Regions from separate parts of the Ovis aries genome. Here region 1 is linked to region 2. The links are chromatin contacts, called in public Hi-C maps. All regions are on one chromosome and are shown on one strand. The core of a region is the stretch at or near the end of the contact, and the rest is flanking DNA. Distances in the headings are between cores, read along the strand shown. Region 1 overlaps NANS (N-acetylneuraminate synthase). Region 2 holds the start of CORO2A (coronin 2A).

Region 1 (5,650 bases), core at 3,122-5,621, 110 kb after region 2:
AAACTCAACTGCCATCTACAAAAATCAAAGGGGGAGCTCACATTCACCACAGTTCAAAATCACGGTCCTTAAGACAGGCGAGGAGCCACCTACAAATAGAAACACCCCTTCTCTTGCCCAGCAGCTTGAAAGCAGACGCAGATTCGTTAGCAGTCATTTCATTCAAATTCAGACATTCCCTCACTCATAGCCACCCATCCACTCATCCAACAAAGACTGCGCCCTGGCGCACACTGTCTATGAGAATCTGGGAAGAATCAGACCCCTGGCCAGACCGTCCTTCCCTGGTGGCCTGCGGCCCAGTGAACACACAAGAAAGGGTCATGACCTAATCTTGACTCAGACAAGTAGTCACTGAGGAAGTGAGTGTCCCTCAAAGGCCTTATCCTTGCCTCAGGACCAAACAGCCAGGAAAAGAGGCCATTTCAATCCTTGCCAAAAGTAGAAGAAATGGAGTGTTTCAAGGCCCAGCCCTGACACACTGATCCACAGCTGGCAGGGCTCATCAAACCCAAGCCCTTTCAGACCTCAAATTATGCTGCCCACAGAAAAAAACCAATCTGACTGTTTGAGGCTACCTCTCGAGGGCCCTTCACCATCCTTATCTGGGATTCATCAATAACCCTCAGGAAATTTGGCAAATGTCAGCAAATGCCTGCTGAAGGAATTAGTGGACCACAAATTTTAAGAGTAAAATCTCAATTTGCTGTACAATTACTAAAACTTCCCAAATTACTTTTCATTACAATTTTTTTTTAAATTGAAGTTGAAAATCAGAAGTAGGGAGAGTCAATGCCTTGGAATATTTCCCAGTATCTAAGTTCCATCTATCTTAAAATGCTGGCCAAGTCTCAGAAGTAAGTTTGGAAGTTAGCTAGGTCGGTGCTTCTCACACTTTATTACAGGCACACGAACCCGCCATGGATCTTGGAAGAATGAAATACAAGTTCTGATTCTGTTGATCTAGAGTGGGGCCTAAGAGTCTGCATTTCTTGTAAGCTCTTCAGTAATACCACTGTTACTGCTCTGTGAAACATATTTAGATTAGCAAGGAGCAAGGTTACTGGCATGGAAATCCAAAGGGTTCAGGGGTGGTAAGGAACAGTATGAGGTCATTCTGCCAGCAGGTTAATGGGATCTCAGTTCCCAAGCAAGGGATTGAATCAAACTGGTGCTCCCTACATTGGAAGTGGTGAGTCTTAACCACTGGACCAGCAGGGAAGTTCTTGCCAGCAGATTCTTTGAATCAAACCAGTACTGCCTGAGCTTTCTCCCATCTTCCCAGCAGATGATGAGCTACTCTAATCACTGGCCTCACTCAGAGAATCACTTTCCTCACTCAGAGAATCACTCTCCTCTAGTAAGTAGGGGTTAGAGCTGCTAGCAATGGCAACCCACTCCAGTACTCTTGCCTGGGGAATCCCATGGACGGAGGAGCCTGGTAGGCTGCAGTCCATGGGGTCACAAAGAGCTGGACATGACTGAGCGACTTCACTTTCACTTTTCACTTTCATGCATTGGAGAAGGAAATGGAAACCCACTCCAGCGTTCTTGCCTGGAGAATCCCAGGGACGGAGGAGGCTGGTGGGCTGCCATCTATGGGGTCGCACAGAGTCGGACACGACTGAAGTGACTTAGCAGCAGCAGAGCTGCTGGAGAGACATACAGTGACTAACCAGCCAGTGAACAGGCCAAAGGCAGATGGCACTCTCCTCAGTCTAGGAGACACCTTTCAGGATGGCCAAAGTACCACTCACCTCCAAGGTGCTAAGCCGCCGCCTCCTCCTCCCCTCTGCTTTATGTCTTCCTTGTCTCTCTCTCCCCTTCCACAGTTTTCTATGCCATTCTCTCCTGTGTATGTGTCTCTCATACTATTAACCAGCCCTAAGATGAAACTGAAAAGCACTTGTTTTAAACATATTTATTGAATAAAGTCTAGTGTCTCCACCCTCCCGACTCTATCTGGCAGATGAACAGAGTGTTTTCTATTTTAAGAGGGAAAATCCTATGCAAAATTTCATCTCTAATGCTCCACTTTGTGAGAGCATGGCTCATGATCAGAGTCCCCAGGGGCATAAGGAGATGAATGAGCCCAATCAAGAGAGGTGCAGGGCACGCAGGGGCAAGGAGGGGCCAAATGTAGGGAAAATGCTTTGCAAAAGCTTACCTATGCTGATTATAAAATCTACATAAAGTGAAGTCACTCAGTTGTGTCCGACTCTTTGCAACCCCGTAGGCTGTAGCCTGCCTGTCCATGGGACTTTCCAGGCAAAAATACTGGAGTGGGTTGCCATTTCCTTCTCCAGGAAAATATACATGGAGCTCTACAATTTTGAAGCGAGCAAAGGGGTAAATTCCAGTTGGCAAAGCTGGTTTCTTGCAACCTTCCTAGGGAGCCAGCCCCACCTAGTGGCCACTTAGAAAACTGCCATTTTGGATTAATTTCTGCAAAGGGTGCCGGTTTCAGTAGTTACCTGGAAGATGCTCGCCTTCCATGCTGAGGCAGTATTACTGGGCCCAGGCCTCGTCAGGCTGGGTCAGCGCCAGTGGCTGCTTTTCTCTCTGTGGACTTCCTGGCTTCCTCTCTCTATGCTGCTTTCAGTCCCCCTTCCATCTACGGGATATCGATACAACGCAGCCAGGCAGCCTCATAACTTCTCTCCTCTGCCCCACATCACAAAGGCTTCTGAGCCTGTATGAAAGGAACTCAATCGAGTATGGCCCTCCCTAGGCATCCAGGGGTTACACACAGAGCAAAGGGTCCTACCAGCAAACTGGTTTGGGTGAAACACTGCACTGTAAGACCTCACCTTGGAGGGTCCTAGTGAATACACTCCTCTAGCTGTTTTACTCCTAGTGTTTCCCACACGTATTCAGCACAGAACCCTTGTTTATTTGGGGAAGGGACTTTGACTCTAAATTAATGAATTAATGAGGAACCCCCTTTCCACAATGTATCCCATGAGAAATCTGGGAGCCTGCTAATTTAAGGGGTAACAGAAAAGACAGGAGTGGGGATGGGGTTTTTCTAAAGCTGCTTCCACTCCCCTTGATTTCCGGATCTATGACAATGAGCTGGGAGAACAGGTGCCGGAGGGCTTGCTCAGGCTGAGGAAAGGATGGAGGGCGGGGATGCATGGAGCCAAAAAGGCCTTGCCTGCCCTCAGCCTAGTCAGAGTATACCACAACACAGGCAGGGGTGCTCTGGAGCAGGGGTGTTGGAGGAATGAGGGCAGGCACTGTGGAGGCAGGCACGAGGAGGGAAGGGTGGCTCTGTTGGATTGGGTCCTCCAAAGGCCGCCTCTACGTCATGGCTCCCATTTGCTTTCTCAACAAAACTCCACTTCAACCAAAGGCACTCTGCTCATTTCAGTCGAGTTCCACAGGCCTCTGTGCAGCTTCTGACCAGGTGCCCTGGTATTTTCTTGGTCTTCATAAAGTTCCACCATGCCTTAACCTTTCCTCAGCACACAAAGAACGCCCTAGGAGAGCACACAGAGTGGAGAAAGCTGGCACTCAGTACATGCCTACTGCCCAGAGGAAGTCAAGGGGTGAGTTCTCAGAGCTGCTTGCTAGACAAACACGGAACAAGCGACCAACCCACCCCGAACAGCCGGGTAGACAGGACTTGCTGGTTCAGCAAAAAGGGACCTGGCGGGCAAAGCAAATGGCACTCTTGCAAAGGCTCTTAAGAATGCCGCAATGGGAAGCCCTTGAAGAGTAGCCCCTGCTTTCCACAACTAGAGAAAGCCCGTGCACATCAACAAAGACCCAGCACAGCAAAAATAAATAAATCTAAAAAAAAAAAAAGAATACATTTCTCCTCACTGCCTGTGCCTTGGTCTGTCAGGACACCAGTGGGGAGCAAATGGCATTCCTAAGACAGAGAAGACTCCCTGCCCCGTTAAGTGTGAAGCAGAGAAAAGGATTCTAAGCAACAGAACAGCTGTCAGTCAGTGGATACAAATCTTGCAAGCCCCCAGGTTCATCTCACCAGGTCCTCACTGTAGCTGTGGGGTGGGCATCTTGATTACCTCATTGTCACAGATGGACACCTGTGGCTCAAAGGTTATGTGACCAGCCCAAGCTCACAGAGCAAGTGACAGTGTCAGCACCTGAGTGTGGCTGCAGAGCTCATATTTACACACCAAACTGCTTCCTGGGAAACCAGGCGGCCCCAGCCACCAACACCCAGACTCCTCTCCTTCCCCTGTGTGCTCCTGACTCCTAACCTCAAAGCCACCTGGCAGCGAAAAGACCTAAAGAAGTGACTTCCTGAGCCGCGGCTGCCCAGCTGCAAGCAGACGCCAGGCACTCCCTTCAGAGCCCACATCCGGGAGCTCAGGTGTCTGGAAACAGTCTGAACAGGAAAGTCCTCATTCCAGGTCCAAGTCACCTTAGTGACCCTGCCAGAGTCTATGCTGGCTCGGGACAAAGGAGCAGGGAGAGCCTTTGGAGGGCAGCGTCTTCACACACGAAGGGAAATGGAGGCCCCAGAGCGGGGAAGCGACTCGAAAAGCTCACATGGAAATGAACTCAGCAGAGCAGGGCAAGGACCTGGATTTCCTGACCCTCAGCCCGGGCTGCTTCCTCAACTGTAACTAATGTCGCTGAGCGCTGGCTGTGTGCTGCGCCTTCTGCGGGTGATCACATTTAATCCTCACGACAACCCTGCGAGGTGAGTTCAGCTGAAGACACAGAAGCACAAAGAAGGTACATAACCTCCACCCGGACTTACCAGGAATGAGAGGCCAAAACCTCATACATTGCTGGCGGAACGTAACATGGTGCAGCCACTTTCAAAATGTCCGGCAGTTCCTCAAAGAAGTTAAACACTGAGTTTCCATAAAAATATATATATACCCAAAGGACCACATACTGTCTGATTCTTTTTATATACAATGCCCAGAAAAGGCAAATCTATAGAGACAGACAGCAGATTAGAAGTTGCCTGGGGCTGGGAGAATTGAAGGAATTGAGGGATGACTGCTAACGGGCACAGGGCTTCCTTTTGGGGCGATAAAAATGCTCTAAAATTAATTGAGTGAATTGTATGATGTGTCAATAAAGCTGTTTTTTAAAAAAAATCTATCCCTGGGAATTCCCTGGTAGTCTAGTGATAAGAATTTGGTGCTTTCACTGCCTTGGCTCGGGTTCAGTCCCTGGTGGGAAATGAGATCCTGCAAGCCACATGATGAGGCCAAAGAAAAGAGAAAAAATCAGTCCCCTTGTCCTGGGGGCAACGTAGGTCCAAGACTCTCCAGCCACCAACATGGAGGGCGGTGAAGAACAGGGGGATGCCCAAAGGCTCTGCTGAGCTCTGGGAAGCTGTACATGCCTGGACAGGCACCTGGGTGGCTGCTGGGGAACCCCAGAAAGGTGTCAGATCTGCCCTCAAGACCCATTTCCCAACTGTGCGACATCGCATAGACTTTCTAGCCCCTGGAGCCTCTGTTTCTTCATCTGTAAAATGGGATATAGCAGGGATAAAATATGTTACTGTAAATGAAGATGCTTCATAAACTATAACATCGAATTCAGATGTAGGAAATTATGATTATTAGATGAACAACTAGATCTGAAGAATGTCATGCTTATGAATGTGCTGTCAATTAAAGAATGAATCTGGGCTACGGAACTGATCCCTGAA
Region 2 (5,301 bases), core at 1,513-4,012:
GGCTGCACCACAGTACCACCTGAGTGCTGGGTCAGAGCCTGTTGTGGGGCATGGGTGTTGTGGTGCAGCAACAGGATTGGGGACCACAGGCAACAAGGACTGAGTAGTGGGGCCTCCAGCCCGGTATCGGGGAGCTGGAGCGAGAGCCAGGAATGTGAACTGCCTGTCCTAGAGCACCCACTCACTCCAGACAGAGCTTGATTTACAGATGAGACGGCTCAGAGAGGTTAACCAACTTGCCCAAAGTCACAAAAGCCACAAGTGTTTTAAGCCATCCTTAAGCCTTAGAGGCTGCTAACTGGAAAATCCAGAGAGAGCTCCTCCAAGCTAGAACACCTCCCCCCAAGAACCCAGGAGAAAGGGCAAGCTTGGCCTATGGCCTCCTGAGCTGTGAGGGCTGGTGGGGATACCCCAGGCAAAGGAAAATGGGAGGAAGAACCATCTACATGACAAGGGAGGCTATAGCAGGGAGTTGGGGGTGGGGTTGAACTCCGAGAATCTCTGGGGCGGCTGCTGCTCCTTGGGAGCCTGCCCACCCTCCCTCAGCTCTTCCTGAAAGGCATTTGGGGCCCAGCCCCAGTGTCAGGTTCCTGGCCCCGCACCACAGCTGTCGCCCCCACCACCCCCAGGGATTGCTGCCTTCCTGGCTGGAGGATCTGATCCCTCACAGCCCCACCTCTCTACCCAGGGTTGGGCCCCCCAGCTCAGAGCATCCCTCTCCCAGACACGAGGCCCCCAGCAATCAGGACACGCTCCATTCTACAGGTGAGGGAAAGGAGTTACCCAGGGAACCTTCCCGGGGCAATATCCCTAAGAGTAAAGGGGCTCCTCAAAACAGCAGGGGGGCACTGTGGAAGATCCATACCCTAAAGTAGGAGATGCACATTCACTTCTACAGGATGCCTATGTTCAGGGTGCTCTCCCGCGTGTTCAGAACCTCCCCCTAACCCTGATCCTCTGAGGTGCACGTCCCCTCCTTCCTCAGCTCAACCTGCCATGAGCACAGGACCACCTTGTACAGAAAGCTCCATGCTGGGCAGATAGGGGAGAACTTGCCACTGTCTCTCACACACTGCACACATACACAGGTTCTGGTCACCCAGAAGACATTTACCCACATGTGGCAGGTTAATTTTTAAAAAAGGAAATTTGGGCTACACCACACAACAGGTAGGATCTTAGTTCCCCAACCACCGGTTGAAACTTGCACCCTCTGCCTTCGATGAACAGAGTCTTAACCACTGGACCACCAGGAAAGTCCCAACACACAGCAAATTGAACAAAGGCCATGCTGACACAGGAAGGGGTTGGATTTCTGGCCTATCTCAATCAGCAGTAAGGCCCAATAGAAGACTTTGGGACCAGACCTATTGTGTGTTTCCTAGCTAGAGACCCCTGGGTAGGTCATTCCCATTCTGGCCTCAGTTTCCCCATGTGTGCACTTCAGATAGTCAGCAGATGTTGATGTTCAGTTGCCCAGTTGAGTCCGACTCTTTGCTTCGCCATGGACTGCAGCATGCCCGGCCACCCTGTCCCTCACAAGTTCACGTCTATTGCATCCATGATGCTATCCAGCCAGCTATCTTATCCTCTAACACCCTCTCCTTCTGCCCTCAGTCTTTCCCAGCATCAGGGACTTTTCCAATGAGTCAGCTGTTCACATCAGATGACCAAAATACTGGAGCCTCAGCTTCAGCATCAGTCCTCCCAACAAGTATTCAGGGTTGATTTCCCTTAAGATTGACTGGTTTGCTCTCCTTGCTGCCCAAGTAACTCTCAGGAGTCTTCTCCAACACCACCGTTCGAAGCCATCAATTCTTTGCTGCTCTGCCTTCTTCACAGTTCAGCTCTCACAACCAAACGTGACCACTGGGCAGGCGGTCTTCATCAGATGGATCAGTGTTAGGAGGAAGGAAGGGGCAGGGGAGGAGGAGCACACCTACACAGCATCTCTAGGGAGAGTCCCAGGGTGTGTCTATTGCAGAGCCCACCAATGGCCTCCCCACCGGTCTATATGCCCAGGCCCCCCAGAAAGGCCTCTGTCAACCAGCCTGTCCCCAAACGCCGTCCCAGCCACCCACTATCATGGCACAGAGGGGTAAGAGGCAGATACACCGCTGGGAGGTCACACCCACTGGAATCTGGGAAGACTTCCCGGAGAGGGACGTTGGTACTGGCCTTGGAAGGAAGGACAGTAGGAGGTGAGGGAAGAGAACTCCAGGCAGAGGGGACAGCGTGAACAAAGGCATAGATGTGTGACAGTGCAAGGGAGTGCACCAGTTACTGGCCCTGGCACTATGCGAATTAAGACGTTGAGGTGAATTAACAGTTACTGAGCCACGTACTGTTCTAGCTCCTAGAGATACACCACTAAACAAAGAGCTCTTCTCAAGAGAGGTGGTGTGGTAGTGTAGTTATAAGCTTGGGGTTGGGAGCCACTCTACCTAGGGTTGAATTACTACCTGTGTGATCTTAGGCAAACTACTTAACCTCTCTGTGCCTTAGCTTCCTCATGTGTAAAATAGATGAGTAACAGGTAACCTCATAGGTTTGTGTGATGTAAACTATGGTGATGCATTGAAGGTGCCTAGAACTGTGCCTGGCTCATTAAGTGCTAGCTGATGGTATTCCTAAAAGGCTGGACCACCCCCATCTCTGTCCCAGTGCCTAGCGTGCAAAACCCCATAGCCGGCGGGAACGGGCAGCAGCGCCCCCTCCTGGCCACAGAGAGAAAGAAGGGCGTCCTCCGGGTCCTCCCCGCCCTCTTCCTGCAGGCTTACTGAGAAGCCTAAGGAATTACTCCACCAGCCCAGGTTCACAGAGCGCTGCTCCCGAGGTCGGCTCTGCGCACGCACTTCACCAGGCAGGTAAATTAGATCGTCTCATCTAATTTTCAAACAGCTCTCTGAGGCAGACACAGTTACTGCTTCCCTTTCATCAGGGGCGTAACTGAGGCTCCCGGAAGGTCGAGTCCCTTGTTCCAAGCCATTCGGCGAGGGAGCGGCGGGGCGCGAAGGTAGGCGAGTATGACTGTCCCCAGCCTCGGCTCGGTTAGCCGGGCAGCCCGCCCCAATCACTGCGGCGTGTGCACGCGGGTGTGCGCGCCCGTTCTGCGCGCGTGTGCGCGCTCCGGGACCAGTCCCGGGGGCCAGGAGCGCGGACAAGGGCTCGAGAAAGGAGGGGTGGCCCCCGAACTCGCGGGGCGCGAGGGCGGGGCATGTGCCTAGCCCTTGCCCCGCCCACCGGCCCCACCCGCCGACTTCGGTGGGGAGGAGGAGGCGGCGGCGCTGGGCTCCGGGACTCGGAGGCGGCTAAGAGCGCGGAGCCGGAGCTGGACGCCGCCGCCGCCGCCACCGCCACCGCCACCTGCGCGGCAGTCATCAAGGTAGGGCGGCCCCGGGCCGCCGGCCATACCTTCCCGGTTTGTGCGATGTGTGCGCGCTGCGCCTCCGGGCTGCAGCGCATGGGGAGGGATGCTGGGGCTCGGCGCACCGCGGGGGACCCGGCGGGGCGCGGGGGACCTGGCTTCCAGCCCCTCCGCGTGACCTTGCACAAAGCACTGCTCCTCTCCAGGCCTCAGTTTCCCCATCGGAATAGCCGGCGCAGTGGTGGCACGTTCCTCGCCTGACTGTTAGAGTAGGGGCCGCCTCAGGCTCCAGCCTCCCGACGGCGCGGGGCCCGCATGGGCACTGTCTGCGCAGCCCACCCGGAGTGAGCGCAGCTCATGCTGGGTGTGGCTGGCCGTGCCCGTCAGCCTCCTTCCCGCCCCCCGCTAGCGGCCTGGGTGCCTCGCGGGACCCGTGTGGTACTCGACCCTCTCCTGGCTGAGAAACCTGCTGGACCTCAGCTTCCGGGCACGAGAAATAGGCAGGGGGAGCGGACACCCCCCAGGTCCCTGTGGAGCCGGCCTGGGCATGCAGGGTGGAGCCATCAGAGTCTGCCAGCCAAGTCTACCTCGCGGTCTGGGGCGGCGGGAGCCCTGGGCTGGAGGTAGTGGGGGCCTTGGCCCCAGACTTGCCTAGACCAGACCTGTGCAAGCACCTGGATTTAGGGAATGGTGCGGAACCTGCCCTCCCCATACCCTTCCCTTCCTTTCCCCACCAGGTGCTGACGCTCAGCTCGGTGTCCCAGCCTGCTGGGATAGGGCTAGGTCCATGCATGGACCCCAGAGGGGCTCCAGCACCGGGAGAGCCATGTCTGGGTGGGGTTGGGTCTGGGACAGAGCAGGTGTCGGAGGGACTGTGTGTGGCTCCAGACTCTCTGTGTAAAGAAGAATCTTGGCATTTGGCCCAGCCCCTTGGTCAGATCCCCTCTGGAAGGTCTTACTGCCCAGTTGCACACCCCTTATTATGGGAATCTCACTAGCTGCAAACAGAGCTAGGATCTGCTAGTCCTGCTCTGAGCACACAGACAACATCTGACTCCTCCCTGCCTCCCAACCTGGGGTAGTCATCTGGACCCTTAAGCCAGTTCACCTCAGGGATAAACAGCCCCACATCCAACATTGTTTCTCCTGTTGGAGTTGAAGAGAGCCAAGGCGGGACCAGGAAGCTGAGGTGTCTGCCCCAGAGGGGGCAGTAGTCAGCCTGGGGCTTGTTCACAACCCACTTCCTTAGGATTTACCTGCAGGTGAGCAGCTGCCTTAGGTCTGGAGTGAGAGGAGCCAGAGGAGCCTCTCTCCGGACCTTATCCTCTCCTGTCACCCGCCCTGATTGAGGGAGCAGGTTCAGAGCATCAGGTCTGGGCCTTCTGGTCTCCCTTGTCCTCCCACGAGACCTGTCCCTCACCTGGGAGCTTTCTTACAGCCAAAAAAAGGGCTGCTGGGGCAGGGGGTGCCCGCTGGGTCCTCAGAGGTGTGTGAGCAGAGGTTGGCCAAGCACTTGCTGAGGGTGAGCTACCTTTGACTGCAAGTCTGGGACTCTCAGGCTGAAGTAGCGTGACCACGACCTTACCTTCTGGCCATGGAGGAGCTGCACGGGACTTGAGGCTAGACCACAGATGAGTGTTATTATTCCCTCGTAAAAGCAGACTAAGTATCTGTCCTGTCACTCAAGTGTAGCTCCCTCGCACAGGCTTAAGTGCTCCCTGTGTCTCCTGTCGTCTCTACCTGCGTATAATCCGGGCTTTGTTTTCCTGTTCCACTAGTCCAAGCTGTTTGGACCTTGATTTAGAGGTATGACAGATCCTGGGTATTAAACAGTCATCCTAGGCCAATAATTTTAAAATGCACCATGGAATTATGAAATATCTAAGCTGAAAGGAATCTTAAAAAATCATCTCATTCAACCCCGTCATTTTACA

Evidence for each region. A called contact is a pair of places that touch in the nucleus more often than the background predicts.
Region 1: a contact with region 2 is called in a Hi-C map of liver, with 2.9 times the contacts expected there. The contact joins the enhancer-like site here to the promoter of CORO2A in region 2. A contact is called at or near these places in 7 of 16 Hi-C or Micro-C datasets (blood, hypothalamus, liver and 3 more).

The regions. Positions count from the first base shown.
Region 1 is chr2:49,672,985-49,678,634 of ARS-UI_Ramb_v3.0, forward strand. It overlaps NANS (N-acetylneuraminate synthase), which reads right to left. Exons shown (of 6, transcript XM_004005271.5): 3 at 1-15. Among named protein-coding and RNA genes, the nearest start is that of NANS, 7.3 kb to the right of the region's middle. Within about 2 kb of position 4,372, at least 20 of the 54 cell types and tissues checked have an H3K27ac peak or open chromatin away from gene starts, as enhancers often do. A contact at or near this core is called in liver, where this site is marked.
Region 2 is chr2:49,563,474-49,568,774 of ARS-UI_Ramb_v3.0, forward strand. CORO2A (coronin 2A) reads left to right here and starts at 2,763. Exons shown (of 12, transcript XM_042243212.2): 1 at 2,763-3,016.